Linked DNA regions of Zea mays: region 2 is linked to region 1. The links are chromatin contacts, called in public Hi-C maps. All regions are on one chromosome and are shown on one strand. Each heading gives the region's core, a stretch centred on a gene start, on an enhancer-like site or on the middle of the called end of the contact. The rest is flanking DNA. Distances are from core to core; before and after follow the strand shown.

Region 1 (3,308 bases), core at 561-3,060:
CGCAAGTTGCGTCACCAATAACTATTAGAAGTGGCTGTTCAAAAGTGCCTTTCTTTTTATCTGCGATAATCCTCAAAGAATCCTCTGCCAGGGTGAAAAATTCTTGGTCAACCATGACAACTTCTGCTGAGGAGTGCTCCAAGAGAAATGCTACAGTGGCAGCATTTAGTCGAATGTTGACACAGTTGACCACTGCCCCAGCCATGGGCACTCCAAAATGAGCTTCATAGATCGCGGGGATGTTTGGGGCTATTACAGCTACCTGAGATGCAGGAAAAACTAGTAATCAGTAAAAACATTATAGAGTATATCAAATGTGCGTAATCAACATAGATTTTTATTCTGGGAAACCATAACAGCATATGAGCAAACAATACTGTATTCAAGATTATTTTTTCTATCATTGTTCTGTATCTCAAATTTTTAACCACACGGATCTGGTGCAGATAAGGCAAAGAGAGTAATGGTTGCAGCTGCTCAGGGTTTCCTTTTACATTGGCAAATGGCAAATGACAGTGAATTAGTGGGTTGGCCTTCCAATACATTCCTGGATAAACTTGACCATAAAATTCCCAAACAAGCAGCGACCATTCTCAAATATAGTGAGCAGTGATTTTCTGACATGGAAGCTTTGTTGAAACAAGAGATTTTTATCAAAACTTGGAAACATGTGACCATAGTTCTAAGTTGTACCTACGCCCAGGTGAATATGGCACAGGATTCAAGATCTGCCCTTGTAGCACAATGCCACAGATATGGTAAATGAGCTAAATTTGGATTTTTTTTCCTGGTCCTCGGGGATACTGATAATCGTGCTCTTTGCCTCTTTGACATATTTGAGGGAAACCATACTAGTGGTGAGTGGTGAGTGGTGACAATAGTGGGCGCACTTTTATCATCCTATTTCAGTTCGATGGCTCCCACTTGCCACCGGCATCAAGATATGAAAACGGATGATCTGTACCAACAGATATGGCAGTCAGCATGTGATGCATCAAAGTCATGTCTTTGAGCATACAAGAAAAAGTAACTGAAATAACAAACTGATTAAGCTTTCCGAGATGCCATGCTGTTTATACCAAGAAAACGCTTTCTTTCAGCCACCCATATATCCATCACCAGAGGATACAAACATAACCATCTGTTTCAGCGTTGTACCCGTCTGTAATAGGCGCGTACCGCGTACGGCTAATTAGATCAGTGTTTCTACCTGCGTTCTTGGTGTGTATTCGTAAGGGCTCTTAAACATTTTTCGTCTTAATCGATACACAACTCATGCGTGTTTCAACTTTCACAAAAAAAAAAAACAAGAGTTGGCACACCCCAGTTTTATCAGCATAGTTTTTGCTTGGTAGCAGGTTGCAGCGTCATAACCATTTATTTCTGAAAACAAAATACTATTACTATTACATTGTAAAGTGTAAGATTTCTCTCTGTTGACATCTCGGAAGTAAGTGTAAGTCGGAACAGCAAAGGCAGAAGACCATATGCATATGCGCACGGAGAAAGGGAGAGGGAGCCGCACCGTGCTTCCGTGGCCGACGGATCTGCGCGCGAGGGCGGAGGCGAGGCGGCGGCAGCGGCTGTAGGTGTCGGCCCAGGTGTAGCGCACGGGCCCGTGCACGACGGAGGCCCTGGCCGGGTGGGTCAGCGCGGCGCGCTCGAGGAACCAGAGCGGCGTGAGCGCCGTGTAGTTGGCGTCGTTCCGCGGCAGGTCGTCGATGTCCCGCTCCGCCGCCATCGCCGGGTCACCACCACCAATGCCAACCTCGGCAGAGCTGAGGTGCGACTTTGACTTGGCACGGCCGCACGGAGATATGCAGGTGGTGTGGGACTGTTGGGGGGGGGGGGGGGGGGGGGGGGGATGGAAGCGCGCAGAGTCGTCCGAACAAGTGGGGGCGCTTTGCCGTTTTTTATATGTGGAGGGCGGAGATGAGGAGCGGGTGGTGCAGATCCGCCGTGGCGAGGGTTTTTTAATGGCGGCGCAGTGTGCAGGGCGTCTGTGCGGGAAGGTGGGTGGGTGGCGCGAGGCGTGGGTGGTGGCGAACGCCGTGGCTGATCCGTTCCGGTTGGATTCAGAGAATTCCTGCTGTTTGTTTATGGGCGGGAGTCCAGTTTTTTGGTGGCAGATGGGCAATCCTTAGGATGGCGATTGCAATTCAAGTATTCAGGGATGCATGAATTGCATGTTAGCAGTAAGATTCTAAACAGCTGCCTCCTCAAAAAGAAGGGTTCTGAATTGATCAAGTGATTGACATGCCTGTCATGTGGCAACAGCCAACAGCTCCAACTATACATTGGTAGTGTTCTACACTGTACATAAGCACATCTCATACAGTTGTATGTTACCAGCTAGAGTATACTACTCTGTACGCCAACAGATGTATGGCACATGTCAGTACTCCATTTCTTTCCTAGCCGAAAGCGGACGTGTGGGACAGGGCCCTCGCCGGCGTGTTCACTTTCGTGGCGGCGCAAAACAACGAGCGCAAATAAACTCCATAAAAGCTCACGAAGTCACGATGACCTGTTCAAAAGGGTTTTAGGAAAAATATTAGGAGCCGTTGGAGTATTACTTGAATACCTGTTTTATTGAATCTAATACTTTTAAGAAGATTCCAATTTCTATGTTTTAGGAGCAAGATTTTAGAACATATAGTTGAGTTGTAAAGGACAATGTCATGTTCGGTTAGAAGTGGATTGAAAAAGATTATAAGTGATTAATTTTTTTTACTGATCAAAATTAAATCAAGATAGATTTAATCTCCCTTAATGCCTTCTGATCTCCCTGCAACCAACACCTTTAGTTAAAAGACCACAAGGAATTCAAGCCCTCCCCGCGTTTCAAGTCATTTTACTTCACGCGGTGACGATGCGTGGCATAAAAAAATTCGCCACCATCACGACCTCACGGACCCAAGAGTTTTTCTCAAATCGGGTTGACCGCTCCCTCTCACGCCGTTGCGTCCGCTCCCTTCCACACCGCCTCCTTCCCTACCTCCCTCACGCTCGCCGTCGCATTCGCCTCAGCCGACCATGCCACCACCTCTCGATGCCGCATTCACCTCATCCGACCCCGCCACGTGCCACCACCTCTCGTCGTAGCTTGCATCCGTTACCGCGACAGGGTCGCCGCTCACCGGAGGAGGCGGAGCGCCGCGTCGCCGCGACCAGGAAGCGCTCCCACTCGACGCTCAACGTTGCCTTCCGTGCGCTCGAGGTGGAGGCCAGGGACGCCAAGATGGAGGCGTCGTATCCGCCTCGTGAGGGAAAGGAGAGCCGCTCCGCCACCGACACTGTCCTCGAGG
Region 2 (3,308 bases), core at 313-2,812, 190 kb after region 1:
GTGTCACTTGCTGCCTCTGCTTCCTAGGACAGCTGAACTATGACATGCACAAGCTTGCAGTCAACCTGATCTCGTTCCCTCGGCTCTACTTCTTCATGATCGGCTTTGCGCCACTCACCTCGCGTGGCTCGCAGCAGTAGCATGCGCTCACCGTCTCTGAGCTAACCCAGCAGATGTGGGATGCCAAGAACATGATGTGTGTTGCTAACCCACGCCTCTGCCATGTTCCACAGCATCTGCCATGTTCCGTGGGTCAGCCTCTGCCATGATGTGTGGGTCGCTGTCTCACAGCCTCTGCCATGTTCCGTGGCAAGATGAGCACTAAGGAGGTTGATGAGCAAATGATTAATGTCCAGAACAAGAACTCGTCCTACTTTGTGGAGTGGATACCCAACAACGTCAAGTCCAGCTTATGATTAAGCATTATATATTTACTCTTTAGAAATTATTTGTGCGATTCCATTTCAATCTATTTGGGTAGACATATTTATACCGTTCTGTATCTATGTTTAATCACAGATTTTACCGTCACTATTGTACTCACGTCGCTCGTCGCCAGTGCCCTAAGTCCATTAGAGGGTCGTAATTTGTGTTCCGTGGCATCGCACGGGCACATTCCTAGTAATAGTAAAATTTAGGGGTTGTTTGGTTCGTGGCTAAATATGTCATACTTTGCTTAAAGTTAGTCGTTCGAATTAAAAAACTAACCTTATATAAAAAAGTTAGACAAAGTATGGCAAGTTAGGCATCAAACCAAACAGGCTCTTAGTACAACACTTATTCTATAAATTTCGTTAGATTCAAAATTTGTCGAGTCCTCAAAATAAGTGAATATTACGCTCATCCGGCTGCTGGACTTGTAGACTTATAGCACCGCTGCGCTGGACAGCACAGCAGCCATTGCACAGGGAGTACACTAGTATGCACGGGTCTAGAGATGTCAATGGGTAATTCCCCATCGGGTTATAGCATCCCAGACTCATCCCCATCATGTTTGATACATCCCCATACCCATACCCATACCCATCATGGGTACAAAACTCATCCCATACCCATCCCCATTCGGGTTTCGGGTCCCCAATGGGTCCCCATCCCCAATTAAGGAATAACTAGGTACTAACATCTAGCACAAACTATCCAGATTTCATACATCACCACATAGGCAAGCACTCATCCATGAACCATTATCCATTCATCCATCCATCAGAAAAGAAATCAGTACTTGGGACCAATATAAGAAATGGAGTCTGCCGGGTTTGATGGCCGACTCGGCCTCAACTCATTCATACAAACAGGACAGGTGTACACGTATGAAATACCTATGAGTAATCGGGTTCGGATTATTGTTTCCCAAACCCATACCCGTTTACCCAATGGGTAGAGATTTTGTCCCATATCCATACCTATGGGACAATTTTTGTCCCATACCCGTACCCTAATAGGGGAATTCCCCACGGGTTATCGGGTATCAGGTCCCCATTGACATCTCTACACGGGTCTCAGCAGGTGTCAAAGAACCATGAAGTCGCCGCGCACGGTCCAGAAGAGTGCCACGAGTAAATACCGCACTCCGCACGGACACGTGCTGGCAAAGCATGCGTACGTGTCCTCTCCAGTTCTTCCCCAGGAGGCCAAGGACCCAGTAGAACGCCGATCTGTTGTATACGGAGTTACGGACTGGCGCCGCCGCTTAGTCACCACCCACCAAACTTCACGGCTTCGGCTATCTTCAAGAGACAAGAGTGGAGGGCGAAGAGCAGAGCTGGGGGGGAGATGAACAGCGGCGTGGACACGCAGGCGCGGGCGCTCGCGGACGAGGTGCGCGGTAGTTTAGAGACGAAGAACTGGATGCTGGACCTCGGTCACCCGCTCCTGAACCGCGTCGCCGAGAGCTTCGCCAAGGCCGCGGGGGTAAGGCAGCACGCCGCTCCCGAACAACTCAGGTCGGCCGGTTCCTTCCACTACTGCCTCCTGATCCCGTGTGTCTCCGCAGATCGGCGCAGTGCAGGCGGTCGCCAGGGAATCGTACTTCATGGCGACTGAAGGTAACAGCAAGCTGTTGCGCTACTTGGCTCTGTTTTTTTTTTTTTTTGACTTGCTGTGACCAACTGCAGGCGAGGGAGGATCTGTGTCCGGCGCGACCGGCGCAAGGAAACGCTCGTTCCCGGAGCTCAATGGTAAACGTCTCTGATTGTTCCAGCCGATTGTTACTTTGTAACCTCGTCTAAATAAGCGAGCTTTAATTTGATCTCGTGTTGGCAGGGACGAACAGTAGCAGCATCAAGTCGGCAGAGGCCATGGTACGCCACCTGGCTACAAAATCAGCCCACCAGATCTTGTAATTGTTGTTTGTGATTTTTGTTTCTTTCATTCCCGTCACAGGTGAAAAGCGTGAGCAAAGAGTCGTTACAGTGGGGTAACACTTTCCATACAGCATGAGTACTCGAACCAATGAGCATTTTTACTACCCGCTGGCAGCTGGCCGCCGCTTGATCTGACTCTGATCTGGGCGTCATGCATCGTGCAGGGCTCGCGGCTGGGGTGCACTCCGGCCTCACCTACGGCCTCGCGGGGGTGCGCGGGACGCACGACTGGAGGAACAGCGCCGTGGCTGGCGCCATCACGGGCGCCGCGGTCGCGCTCACGTCGGAGCACGCGTCGCACGAGCAGGTCGTGCAGTGCGCCATCACCGGCGCCGCGCTCTCCACGGCCGCCAACGTGCTCTCCGGCATATTCTGAGCCGCCGGCCGTGCCGTGCCGCTCGATTTCCGAGGATTGGCTGATAGTTCTGTCACCCAATCGTTCGGGTACCGTCGCTCTTACGCTTCAGTACGATAACTTGGGAGCGTTGCATTCATGCATTCACTTGCATTGTCATTACAACTTATGCCCTACTTTACTGTTAGCCGTATAACGGTTTTACTATAATTTACACGCTGCTTAGTCATATCTCCTGGTGGGCCGCGTAATCACCGGGGCATTCTATTGACTTTCAACATGATGATGGGGAAATTATCTGTGACATACCCCTATAAACTTTTAACATGATGGGCAAATTATCTGTGACATACTGACAAAAGAGTGGCTTTAGCTCTTGTACTATCTGCGGCATACTACGTCGATAAAAAAAAATTCTATTTCAGGGAAAAAAATCTATTTTAGGAGGAATATTGCGGACAGCCAAATTGAAAATTTCAAATTTTAATTGATGTGGTGTGTCCTAAATAATGAATAACATGTTTAGTGTGTTGATGTGCTGTGTCCTAAATAATGAATAACATTTTTAGTGTGTTTCTGATAGATAGTGT

The links. A called contact is a pair of places that touch in the nucleus more often than the background predicts.
Region 2: a Hi-C map of tassel shows a contact between it and region 1, with 4 times the contacts expected there. The contact joins the promoter of LOC100274762 here to the promoter of LOC100191849 in region 1. A contact is called at or near these places in 2 of 25 Hi-C or Micro-C datasets (ear and tassel).

The regions. Positions count from the first base shown.
Region 1 is chr1:48,526,942-48,530,249 of Zm-B73-REFERENCE-NAM-5.0, forward strand. LOC100191849 (putative AMP-dependent synthetase and ligase superfamily protein) reads right to left here and starts at 1,811. Exons shown (of 3, transcript NM_001137273.2): 1 at 1,526-1,811; 2 at 1-262. The coding sequence starts at 1,741.
Region 2 is chr1:48,713,473-48,716,780 of Zm-B73-REFERENCE-NAM-5.0, forward strand. It overlaps LOC100274762, which reads left to right and starts at 1,563. Exons shown (of 6, transcript NM_001352623.1): 1 at 1,563-1,911; 2 at 1,994-2,045; 3 at 2,115-2,177; 4 at 2,263-2,300; 5 at 2,383-2,416; 6 at 2,528-2,947. The coding sequence starts at 1,774. The coding sequence ends at 2,739. It also overlaps the pseudogene LOC109943294.